Linked DNA regions of Mus musculus: region 2 is linked to region 1. The links are chromatin contacts, called in public HiChIP or PLAC-seq maps. All regions are on one chromosome and are shown on one strand. Each heading gives the region's core, a stretch centred on a gene start, on an enhancer-like site or on the middle of the called end of the contact. The rest is flanking DNA. Distances are from core to core; before and after follow the strand shown.

What was found. HiChIP or PLAC-seq counts read pairs in DNA pulled down with a chosen protein or histone mark.
Region 2: a contact with region 1 is called in an H3K4me3 HiChIP or PLAC-seq map of embryonic stem cells, with 25 read pairs. The contact joins the promoter of Hdac7 here to the promoter of Tmem106c in region 1. A contact is called at or near these places in 14 of 39 promoter capture datasets (the 3T3-L1 cell line, the HPC-7 cell line, HPC-7-derived erythroid cells and 10 more), 4 of 15 datasets of contacts at CTCF or cohesin (CD8 T cells, the NIH/3T3 cell line and embryonic stem cells), 23 of 484 Hi-C or Micro-C datasets (the C2C12 cell line, CD4 T cells, CD8 T cells and 16 more), 20 of 115 datasets of contacts at active chromatin or transcription factors (CD8 T cells, the HPC-7 cell line, the SCID.adh cell line and 15 more) and 3 of 9 other capture datasets (adipose tissue, liver and pancreatic islet).

Annotation. Positions count from the first base shown.
Region 1 is chr15:97,962,427-97,968,543 of GRCm38.p6, reverse strand. It overlaps Tmem106c (transmembrane protein 106C), which reads right to left and starts at 4,315. Exons shown (of 8, transcript NM_001252153.1): 1 at 4,209-4,315; 2 at 3,514-3,704; 3 at 2,234-2,297; 4 at 1,448-1,607; 5 at 1,217-1,357; 6 at 418-467. The coding sequence starts at 3,694.
Region 2 is chr15:97,829,091-97,835,791 of GRCm38.p6, reverse strand. Hdac7 (histone deacetylase 7) reads left to right here and starts at 4,297. Exons shown (of 25, transcript NM_001378971.1): 1 at 4,297-4,433. The coding sequence starts at 4,415. Gm33636 (a long non-coding RNA gene) reads right to left here and starts at 5,106. Exons shown (of 4, transcript XR_001781759.2): 1 at 4,487-5,106.

The sequences.
Region 1 (6,117 bases), core at 3,066-5,565:
AAGGTGCCATCTCCCAGGAGACTTAGAGGGCAGTGTGGAGTTACACTGTCAAACTATGTGGGGCACCTTCTCTTTCCCATGCCTGCCCTTCAAACCAAAATGCTGCCAAGGACCACTGGTTCAGAGCCCTACAAGGTGTCATCTGCAGCCCTCCACACCACGCCCCTGCTTTTCAAAGCCGTTGTCTGTTTACATGCTGGGGTTTGAGGCTGTTTCTAGTGGTTAATACTCTTTAGAAAGCTCAGAACTTTAGTCATGTGACAATGACATCTCCTCTCAAAACCCCCACAGGAAGATAAAGCTAGGGAGTCCACAGGCCAAATCTGGGGCTCACGGCAGAGCCAGGGACACAGTCAATCAAGGAGGACTCTGACTCTCTCCAGGCAGATAGTGTACTAGAGAGAACTCTGTCCTTACTACACATAGGAAGACGGTCCTCCCACCTCAGCCTTCACGGTAAAATTCACCTGAAAATAAAACAAGACCCGCGTCAGCCTATGACAGGCAAGCTTCTCACAACAGCATTAATGGGATCAACCCACAGGTGCTGGGCCACTCTTCCATCACATACAAAGCATCCTCGGAGCTTGAAATGAAAACCTTGGGGCCCTTCCCCTAGGGGCCTCAGGCTTTAGGCTATAGTCCCACCTCCTCTTGATTTGGTGACTCTCTTTCTCTCATCAATTCTTTCACTGTCCAAGTATGTTAGCCAATTCTGTCCCTTCCCAACTGTCCATCATTACAGGTCTTCGGTGGGCAGAAGAGAGGAATGGGATGGAACCTCAGCATCCATCCCCACAGCATCCCCACAGCATCCCCACAGCATCCCCACAGCATCCCCACAGCATCCTCACAGCATCCCCACAGCATCCTCACAGCATCCCCACAGCATCCCCACAGCATCCCCACAGCATCCCCACAGCATCCTCACAGCATCCTCACAGCATCCTCACAGCATCCTCACAGCATCCCCACAGCATCCTCACAGCATCCCCACAGCATCCCCACAGCATCCCCACAGCATCCCCACAGCATCCCCACAGCATCCTCACAGCATCCTCACAGCATCCTCACAGCATCCTCACAGCATCCTCACAGCATCCTCACAGCATCCCCACAGCATCCCCACAGCATCCCCACAGCATCCTCACAGCATCCTCACAGCACCTGCTCTCTTCCTTAGCCCGTGGGCAGAGGCCCATCAACAACGACATACCAGGTGCTCACTCCTAGGGGCAATGAGTGAGACATTCGTGGTTGTGTACGAGCCGACCACAGCCTTCATGTACTGGACCTGGCTGAACAGGTTGGTGACCGCCACAGGATAGAAGTTGGAGTTCCTGATCTTCAGGGTGGCCTAGGAAGGGCAAGGGAGGAAGCGCCAGGTAAGTGTCCCGGTCTAAGGCTGGCAAGTGCGCAGGCCAGGAAGCGAGGCCGTTCATCTTACCGTGACATCAAGGACCACAAGGGAGTCCTGTTCATTAAACGTGACTTTTGTCACTTTGATGCCGTTATCGTCCACGAGGACCGAGTGTGGAAACAGAAAGAAGAACACCAGGCCAGATGCCAGGAGACACAGCAGGACCGACAGGAGGACATACTGTTTTCTGCAAACGACAGCACAGGGTCACCGTGGTCGGTCAGATACCAGATACGGGAGCCTAAATGGTCCTGATTGACACAATACTGATGCAGTGAAAGGAAGCGAACAGAATCAGGAAGCACAGACTGGGCACAGAGCAATGGGGCAAGAAAAGGCCCTTCAGCCCTTCTGAGCACCATTCGCCCTCCAAAGAGAAACCGGTGCTTTTATCTCCTAAACACCGCTCATCTCCCAGGACGGCCTCTTTCCCCAACCCCTTCCTTTCAGTTGACCCTTAAGATGTTTCTAGCTTCACATTTCTTTGCCCAGACTGTAACACGAGACAGAGACATTTCACTTAAGCAAAAGTTCTAGGGGAAATGGGGAGGACTAGGCTATCGTTCAGTGGAAGAGTGCTTGTCTAGTAAGTGAGAGGGCCTGGGTTCAAGCCTTAGTATCACAATAAATAAATAAATAAATAAATAAATAAATAAATAATGAGGTAATAATCATAAATTAGTGGATAAAGAAAATAAGGAAACAGGGCAGATATAAGAACAGACATCTTTCTCAAAGATTACTTGGTGTTCTTTCATAGAGAGGAGTTGGGAACAGAAGAAGGTATTGGCAGATGAGAGCCAGCCAACTCACGTTCTCTGAGGACGCAGCCTCTGGTCACTGTGGGGGATCAAAGCCACCAACTCATTGACTTGCTCTAGAAAAGCAGCAAACACAGACTCATTCTGTAAACCCCAGGTATGAGTGGCCCTTCCTCTTCTTGTCACATTTCGCCGTCAACTGGCACAGCTGAGATTCAGCTGGGCTTAGACACTAAAACGTACACTTTTGGTTGGATGAAGGAACGGGTAAATGTAGAGACAGGATAAGAAAAGCTGGAGGGGAAGAAACAGATTAGCCTAAGGAGAACGCCACAAACTGTAAAACTTCTACCAGCACCGTAGGGCTGCGGCACTGAGGCTGGGGGGCTCTTGCCTTCGCTGTCTTTGACGAAGTCTCGGAACATCTCAAAGCCATTGTCACTTTTCACTTGGAGCTTTGTGTGGTTTGTAAGGTTCTTAAAAGCTCTAATCTCTGTGACTCCCCCAACACCTAGGGTCAACTTAGTGGCAGCTGTTGCTACAGATAATCCAGGCCCCACTCCTGAGCCGACTGTCACTCCCCACCCCCTGGTATTCTGCTGACCCCTGGCTACTGCTCATGGTGCCTTTGTTTGTAAAGGATCTGCTAGAATATCTCCTTCACAATGCTGTGGCCATCCTTATGAGCAAGAACGATAGAGAAACATCCTTGTCAACAGATCCCACAGCAGAGAAATAAACATTCCAAACCAGAGAGGGGCTGGGAACCCGGAGTGGCCTAGGAAGATGTCTCAGTGGATACAGACGGGATTAGGTCGGCCCACGGGGCGTGTCTGTGAGTGATTTTCTTAACTGGGTTTACTGAAATGTGAAGACCCTCCCTAAATGTGGGTGGCACCCATTTCATAGGCTGTATCTCTGAATGAATAGGGAAGGGGAAACCAGGTACGAGCACTCCTCGCTCGCTGTTTGCTGTGACTATAAGGTGACATAAGCGATTTCAAATTGCTGCTGTTGTATAACTTGTCCTCAGTGATGGAGCTGTGACCTGGAGCTGTGAATCAGAATAAACCTTCATCCCCTAAATTGCCATTGTCAGAGTATTTTATCAGAGCAACCAGAAAAGAAACTAAGGCATTAATAAAGGAGTAGAAATGAAGAAGAGAAAGGGTTCCGAGTGTAAGATTTAAAAAAAACAAAAAACAAAAAACCTGGAGTCTGTCCATTTATCAGGGCAGCGGAGCTGGCTACAATTCAGGGCGGGCTATGACTATGGAGGGCTGGCTGGAGCAGATGCCAGAGTGCTTTCCGTGTGATGGCCGATGGTCTCACCTGCTGGGATGTAGCCTGCTCCTTGGCAGGTGTGACAGGTGATGCTATTTCTCCCAGTGAACTCCACATAGGGGAACTGAGCGATGGCTTCCTCCTGATCTCTATCAGCCAGCAAGTCCTCCGGGTTGTCATCCTTCTTTCGCTGACAAAATGTGAGGGCAGAGGAGTGCTGAGACCCCATGTGTCATCTCCTATATGGGGAGGGGGGTGGTGAGCGCGTGTTAGTGTCCATGTGGGGCCGCTCTAGAGGTAAAAAAAAATCACTTCTGCATAAAGTGCAAAATACTGAGCAAGAGGCTGTTGTTCTAAGTGTGTGCCTGTGTGCGCAACACTGGCAGTTCCTACTGCGGCCTTCCTTTTGCAGCAGTGTCCCGTGTCGTGTCTGGCCTCCCCTCCCCCTGGAATAGGACGGCCCTCGCTGGATTAGGCTCTCTGCCCGGAAGACCCCATCTCCCCTCCTGCTCCCCCACCCCACCCCGCCGCTTCCTCCCCTCTGTTTGCAAACTCAAAAGGCAAACAGGCTGCACCTCGGGCACACAAACAACAGGCACCAGATTAATTAAAGGCCTCAGCGATCCCCATTCTCCTCCACTCCCAGCCGAGGAGGCGGGCTCAGGTCACGCCCCCGCACAAAAAAAGCCACGTTCCGAACGCGTTCAGGCCTCCGAGGCTCGGGAACGCGGGCGCCCCCGGACCTGTGGCGCACCAACTGCTGGCAGTTACTCCCGGGACCACTCCTCCCTCCACCTGCCCGCTCCAGCGAGTCCTCGGCGCGCCTCCGCCCGTGCGCACGCGCAGAACCGCAAGCCCGCCCGAGGACCCGGGCGAGCGCGAGCGCCTGCGCCTGCGCCCTGAGCTCCAGCGCGTCCCTCCTGCCGCGCAGCGGCAGCGCACCTACCCACCGGTAGGGGGCGACAGAGAACCGCGGAGGTGCTCGGAGACAGAACGTCGCTCCTCTATACCCCCAGATCTGAGCTTCCGGATCAGAGCGCTTCTGTGTGAGAGGAGGACGGCCAAAGCCATTCTCTCCGCACAGGGACACGGGGCATAAAGAAACCCAAAACCCAGAACCTGTACTAGGTCCCGGCAGAGGATCTGAATGCCTAAAGAGCTTATGGAGAACCACTGTGACAAGGGGCCTGATTGGAGGCAACTTCCATCGGAGTCCTGCTGGCTAGTCAAAAGAATGAAACCCAAAGCTAAGTTTTGCAAGGTGATCCTATTTCAGGACCACTATCCACAAAAAACGTGGGATGGGCATAAAGGGTTTGAGAGCTCCTCCGAAAGCTAAAGTGCCACAGAAGCGAAATGAAACTGGCGAAGAGGGCTAAAGAGCCCTGTGTGATGGTGCACGGGGCTTCCAGCATCTGAGAGACAGCAGGATCGCCACAAATTCAAATTAGCCTAGAACGTGAGTTTGAGGCCAGCCAGCAAAGTGAGACCCTGTTTTAAGAACAGCAAGAGAAGATTTATTTTATTTAAATGACGACCCTGTAGCCGTCTTCAGACACTCCAGAAGAGGGCATCAGATCTCATTACAGACGGTTGTGAGCCGCCATGTGGTTGCTTGGAATTGAACTGAGGACCTCTGGAAGAGCAGTTAATGATCTTAACAGCTGAGCCATCCCTCCAGCCCTACTTCTATGTCTCTTACTTAAATAAATCTGATGATATTGGGAGAAATAAAGGCTAAGCTAAAAACATATTGTTTGGTTGCAGTTAATGAACTCTGGTGATACTGTTCTGCCCAGTTTGGGGGAAGGTTGTAGATTTTTTTCTAGTAAAAATTCTGTGTCTCCTTAAAGTAGATAGAGACTCAGCTGATCCTCTCACTCTTCCTGTCTGGACTGTGAGCTTGGTATTAGAGATTAAAGTAGCTGTGTTGTGACCAAGAGGCCATGAGGAACTCTGGACAGAAGGATAAAAGAAATCAGGTCCCTGATAGAATTCTGATCTTCCTAGATTTCATGTTCTCACAGTGGGACACAATCCTAATAAATATAGACACAGCGCAAATAAAGAGGAAAGCTTGGTCTGTTAGTTGGTCTTGGTTTTGGAGTTTTTGTTTGGATGGTTTGATTTGGTTGTTTTTTGTTTATTTGTTTTTTTCATAATTTTTTGTATTATTTAAATGCACTTTATACATCAAACATATTAATATTATGGAGTATTTTGAGAATCAAATAATACATAAAATTTTGTTCAACTTTTATATTCATATCCTAAAAATATCATTAATGAATATTTAATACTATCCATAACTGAGGATCCTATATCTAACATTGAATACTAAATTGTTTCAAAACATACAAAATATTCTATTGTAATTAAGCATAGTAAAAGAGCATAAAATATTAAAAATGAATCATTAAGGAATATATTCAAAAGCCCTTATATGATAGCACCTGACATAGTGAGAGAGTATTTAAAATGCATTATATATCTGTGAACATTGTCTAACAATCAGTTTACTTTAAAAAGATTATCAGTGTTTCTAAGAGAGAAATTACTTTATCAGTAAGTATATTTTAAAAATTTCAAAATAGCAAAAACTTTTTGAAGTGAAACATTAAGAAAATGCTAAGTTCTAGCATAGAGAGAAAA
Region 2 (6,701 bases), core at 3,048-5,547, 130 kb after region 1:
AGTGCATGCATATGTGCGTTGTGGTGTGTGTGTGTGGTGTGTGTGTGTGTGTGTGTGTGTGTGTCTGTGCACATTAGCACGCGCATGCATGTGCAAGCACGCGCGCTCACACACACACACACACACACAAATACACACGCATACATGTCTGGTATTTGGATGTGTGTAGGTGCATATGTGTACAGGTTTATACATCGGCAGGTGCATGGAGAGGCCTGAAGGTAGCACGGTGTCTTCCTTAATGGATCTGCTCTTCGCTTCTGTTTATTGAGGCAGGGTCTTTTGTTGAACCTGGAGCTAGCTAGCCAGCTCGATGACCACCTTCCTCCGAGAGAGTCCCGACTCTGCCTCCAGAATGCTAGGATTACAGGCAGCTGCCACACCTGTCAGCTTTTCTATGGGTTGTGGGGATTCGAACTCTCCTCCTCACGCCTGCACATCAAGCTGTCCACTGAACCTGGTTCCATCTCTTAGGCCTGCTTCTTCTACTTGTTATTTCTAGTCCCAGGAAACCCTTTATTTGAAGTTGAAGACTTAACCTACCCTGTTAATCTGAAAGTCAAAAAGCAGTTAGGACTTGATCCTGGATTCAACCTAATTCCATGCAATGCTGCTGCCTGCGGACTGGGTGGGTGGGTGTGGGGCTGGGGAGTGAGCACACCCTGGCTGGCTTTGTGAGGCATGTGGGAGAGTAAGTGCAGGTTGGGGTAGCTGCAGTCAGCACCTGTAGAAGGCTCGCACAGGTTTGGTTGCTAGTGCCTTGACACTCAGGTTACTTCTCTGCAACTTTGAGTCTCGGTCTTAAGTGGGCTCCCAACAGCATTTGTTGAATGAGCAGATGGCTTCTAAGTTGTTGAGCAACTTTGGTCGGGTTTCTTCACCTTTATGGGCCATACTCGATTTATGAGCATAACAAGGATAATTAAGACTAAGAGATGGCAGGTGTGTGTGTGTGTGTGTGTGTGTGTGTGTGTGTGTAGCAGCTGGAGAGATGGCTCAGTGGCTAAGAACACTTGTTGCTCTTGCAGAGAACCGGGGTTCAGTAACTAATATCCACATAAAAGCTCACAACCATGGGTAGATTAACTACAGTTCCAGTGGATCTGACAAACCTTCCTGGTTCCAGGCGGGCAGACAACCTCTACTGTCCTCTTTGACCACCATATATGCATACGTGCTTGCAGACCAAATACTCGTATGCATAATATAAAACTAAACAAATCTTCAAAACATAGAAGAAGAATTAATGACCTGATACTTGCCCAAAGGCCAGAGTGGGACTCTTTGTAAACACTTGGTAAAAGGTAGCCCACCAAGGCAAGAAGAGAAGAAAGGGGAAAGAAAAGGATGTGGAGGCCTTAAGTGGACAGAAAACAGAAAGGGGTATGCAGGCTTTTTGTTGTCCAGTGACCCCCAGGGAGAGCTTTGAACAACTCATGGCAGATCCTACAGGACCAGTCCCTCCACGAATACACCCCCCCCCCCCCCTGACAGAGTTTCTCTATGTAGCCCTGGCTGTCCTGGAACTAGCTCTGTAGACCAGGCTAATAATGAACTCATGGAGTCCCACCTGCCTCTGCCTCTACCTCTGCCTGTCTGCCTGTCTGCCTGTCTGCCTGTCTGCCTGTCTGCCTGTCTGCCTGTCTCTTATACCTGGTATTCAGCTGAGCAGGCTGTGAGAAGTCTGGATGCAAGGGCTCTTGAGAAATTGCCCGTGGTAGCCATCATAGCAAGGAGGTAGCTTGGATTTTTCTGTCGTATATCTATCTCTAGAGGTCCCAGGAGGCTAACATGTGCCACCAGGGAACATGGAACTTAGCATTGGCTTGGGAATCCATTGTGAGGCAGGGGATATTGGAGTCATAGGTAACTCTGGCAGCATCCCAGAAACATCTGGCTCAGCACCCCAGAAACATACCGCAAGTGCTGGTCTCCTCTCTGCCTACATTTTGCAGGCAGTGAGTCCTGATGTGAACCGAAAGCCACAGGTGACCATTGTGAGCATAGACGGGTGGTGAGCATAGATGGGTGGCCACACATCTTTATCCCAATCACTCAGAAGTCAGTGGTTAGACTGAAGAGAAGAGGTAGCTTCAGGAGCAGATGCACGGATGCTGCGCCAGTAGAAATTAACGAACAAGAAATTCAGCACAGAAACAGCTTTAGGAAAGGAAGATGTGGGGGCAATGTACGGTTACAGGAGGAGAGAGATAACAAGAGAGATTGGGGGTCCTCTGTACACAGGTTTCTTTTTTCCCCTGAAGTCTGTAACCCTCACGGAAGTCGTTGGAAGTAGAGTGCTCTGGTTTGGAAAGACAGCTCAGTGGATGAGGAAGTGTCTAGCAGAGCCAGAATGGACAACTTCCGACAGAGGGTCTATTAGAGATGTCTAGCTGGAGGGAGATCTTGGAAGGTCATGAATATTCATGAGTCAATGAAGAACTCGGAAGCCACGCTGAGGCAGTGCTTCCAAGCTAGGTACCTTGAACACTTGTGATAAAGAAGAGATTCAGACTCATAGACTAGACAGCTGAGGGTCAGTGCGGCTGGGAGAAAATCAGTGCTGGGGTGGAGTCCTTCAAGGGAAAGAAAATCCTTCCGGCTGAGGCTACAGAAATCGTGAAACATTTCAGAGGAGATGAAGGGATTTCAACAACAGAAGGGAGAAAGGTAGAGCGGCATTTACTCTGTAGGGAGTGTCTTAGGCCAAGGCAAGGAAGTGGGTAAGTATGGGGACATGAACAGCTAGCTGACAGGGCTGGCTGTGGTAGTAATAACGGTAACTACCTCTGAGCAAAGTACCAGGAGACACTGGGCAGGGATGTGTGTGGTGCCACATTGCAAGAGGCCATGGATGCTAGGGCAAGGTTGTAGTACCCATTAACAGGTACAGAGGAGTTACACTTAGCAGCTGAACAAGGGCACATGAGTCTAGACCTGTGTGTGACCTAGCAACATGGCCAACGTCCCTCTAGGCCACTCAAGACTCTGGCTTCCAAGATATCACATCTCTAGGTCTGCCTCATTTTCCCCTTCTAAAGGTTCTTGGAGTTCCGAGGACTCAGAGAGTAGATTGGGACCAGAAGGAAGCTGCCTTTCAGTGGCGGGCACCTCAAGGGCAGGGGAGCATAGTGTTCCTGGTGAATGACCGCTCTCCCTTCCCAGTTTTCTGACCTGCCAAATTGCTGGAGGCAACAGGACTGACAGGCCAAGCCAGGAAACTCAGTGGGAAGGTCCTCGGCCCCTGACCCTTGAATCTGACCTCCTCCCGTCTAAGATGGGGGAGAGGCAGGGAGGGCTTCAGTGCAAAGCCAGTCCTCAGCTGAGTTTATTAGCTGAGGGAGGGCTGGAGGCGGCTGCATTCCGACTCACAGACTGGAACATTTCTGTGATCCGCTGTAATGCACTGGGGGACACTGGGCACATTGCTGAAGTTTGACTCATAGGGTCCAGGAGTGGGGGGGCAAAGGAGGGTCATTGTGGAGGGAGAGGAATGGAAGAGGAAGAGGAGAGGATGGAAGGAAATCCCTTGAGAAAAATTTTTTTTAAGTTTCGAAAACTGCACCACCCCCCATCCCCTTTTTTTTTTCTTTTAATAGGAACAGACTGGACCCTTCTGCTCCCCTCAGCAGACAGTGGGGGCGGGGGGTGCCACTGGGGTTGGACTGGCAGTGGTTCAAATCAGATCCTGAAGTGTTCCTGAGGAGAGTCGTGTGTGTGTGTGTGTGTGTGTGTGTGTGTGTGTGTGTGGTGTGTGTGTGTTAGGATGGGGCAGGGGTGTCCGTCTGGGATTCCTTGCTCGAGACTCCAAGCGTGCCCTGCTCTCCCTGTGTGTAGCGCTGCCCTCGTTGACTTAAGTGTGTAGATGTGTGCACAGGAGTCCTTCCCCGAAGCGTAAAGCACCCTGGCTTGTGTAAACATGGATGCACGCCCGTGTACGCTGTGTATGCACGGGTGCGTGCACTCAGGTATCTGGGTTTCCGGGAATTGTGCGCGGGGCGCAGCGCCGCGCGGCGGCTGGGGCTTCCGCGGCCGCGCGCGGGTCCGGCCGCGTCCCGCGTTCCGGGTTCGGCGCTGCCTCCCGGGCGGTGAGCCGCGCCCCGCCGCGATCGGTGTCTGCCGCCAGGCTGTGTGCTGCTGAGCGAAGCCCGGGTGGTGTGTCCCAGGGCCGCCAGCGCCGGCCCCCTCCCTCCCCTCCCCCTTGGCCCGCTCTCAGACTCAGATAAAGCATTTCCTTCCATTGTCATCCTACCCGGCCGGCCAGGCTGCCAGGGCCCTCCCCCTCCCGGCCCCCTCCCTTCCTCTCGCCGTCTCACAGTCGCTCTGCAGCCTCCGGCGACCGGGGGGATGTGAGGCCGGCGCCCCGGCCCCCCGCCCGCCATGAGCCCCCGGCTCTGAGGGCCCCGGCCCCTGGATGCACAGCCCCGGCGCGGGTGAGTACCGGGCGGCCACCCCCTCCCCGTCCGCCCCGCCCTGCGCGCGGCACCCTGCGCTGCTCGCCCCGGCTCCCGCTCCGGCTGCGGCTGGGTCTCCGGCCGGTCCGGCTGGCCGGGTCCTCCGCGCGCCCTGGACCGCGCCCGCTCGCCCGGGCTCTGGCCCGCTCGCTGCCCCGGCTGGTTCCGGGGCCGAAGGGCTCCGGCCTCCTGCGGGGCGCCCACATCCGCCCGCTCCCGGGCAGCGACAGGCCCCGGGGAGGCAGTGGGAGGCCCGGGGCCGCCTGTGCAAGGGCCGGGCGTCCCGTCACCCTCCTCCCCGGGATCCGGGAGGCACGGCCGGCCGCCGAGGCCCGGGAGGGGGCGGTGCTCCGGGACCAAAGGTTTGGAAGCGGGAGGGCAAAGGCTAGGACCCACTGAACTGGCGCAGAACTTGCAGGGCTGGACATCAGCGCCCCTGTCTTGTAGAACTGGGCAGGGCCCTACTCAGATCCTGTAGCTGAGGGAAACGTCCCCTGGAGGGGTACTGGGCTGGGAGATTTCTCTGAGCATCACCCCTTATCCTTGATCACCCATCATAGAGAGACAGACACTGTGTTCAGCCTAGCAGTGAGGACAGTTAAAGGCGTGGGGAAGTGGGGGCCGCAGGCTGAGTACTGAGAGAGGTAGGGAGGTGGGGAGCTGGATCTAGCCCCCCCACCCCCACCCACCCCCAGTCTGATAGTACTGAGAAGTATGAGAACCCGGGCAAATCTGGCAACTGAACTGTCTTTTCGCCACTGCGATTTCTCCGCCAATTGAGTTGGAAGAAAAACCTAAGTCCTGCATGCAGGTCGCTTAATGAGTCCCACTTATTTCTCACTGGCTGCCGGTTTGGGGCCGACTTAGGGCTGACCATTGGTTCCCTGAACTATCCTTGCTGGCTGTCCAGCACTCCCCCAAAGCATCCTGCATCATCTGGCGGGGTTGGCTTGCTGCTAAGTATCCCTTCCCACATCCCAACGCAGCATCTGCTTGAGGCCCAGTTCTGCCTGCCAAAGTTTCAGGGTGATAATAGGACATTGGCCCTCGGTGGCCCTGGAGGGAGTGCAACATCTGGAATCAGGAGCTAGTCCTCCAGACTTTTACCTAGATTTGCTCAAATTCCATTGCAGACTGTCACTTTGGTTGGTTTCTATCCTCTAACTTGTACTTAGGTGACCCATTTCTTCCCAAGAGGACCCCCATGGGCTGCGGTCGTGCCTCCCCTCTGTGCCAACCTTCCGAGCCTCTTCTCCATCCGCCGCAAATCATCCTTCACTCTTAACCTCCTTGCTCTCTGCAGCCTCACGTCTCCCCTCAGTAACTAAGTACTTTTCTTCTTTACAGTGATTCCTGGGGGGGAAATGAGGCACAAAGCAGTTCCAGTGTATGGTACCCAGATAACTGAGATTGGACCAAGTCCTGAACCCAATGGGGCTGAGGCTTGTGTCTCTGTCTTTAGTTTTATGATGTCCTTTCCAAGCTAGACCCTCAGAGCTGTGCGTTGGAAAAGCTAGGTACAGGGTGCATCTGAGCCCCCTGCTGCTCAGTTTGGCCCCTTAGCTGGGGCATTTTTCTGTGTCTCAAGGGCATATGCTGAGCTTTGAGGCAAAGAAGGTTTCTCTTCTAAGCAGGTCACCTTACTTAAGCAGGCTTTTCTCAAAATTAACATGATAAGGTGGGTGGGTGGGGAGGATTCTCAGTTCACTTTCCAAAGCTCAGAGCTAGAGGGACCAACCGCACATAGCCAGTCAGTAATCCACGGGGAGTAAGGGAACAGGCAGAGCCTCCTGTGTCCTTGTCTCAGGGATAATGGTTCTCACCTATCTAGTTCCTAGTGGCTCAGTTGTGATGGGATTGGAAATGAGGACCTTTTTATAGCTGTAGGCACACTTCTTTCTTGGCCTTCTTTGCTCTTTGCCTTTCTTTAAGAACTGGTCGTTTCAACGTTGACAGGAGCCCCCAGAGAAAGGTGAGCTAATAATGTAAGGCCCAGAGTCACCTAGCCAAGGAATGGCACCAACCAGACCGGCCTCTGCCAGCATCTATTCTGAGCTCTTCCTTGGTTAGATGTGGTCTGGAGGCTGCAGGAGAGTATGGGGTATTGCAGGGCTTGAAGGCAGGTCCCCTTGGAGGCGCCAGCTCCAGGACTTTGAGTTTGTATATGTTGGATTTGTTCACTAGATGGGGCACTTCCTCTGGGGCAGGAAGCCTTGATTTCCTGTGTTGGGGGGTGGGTAGGGACCA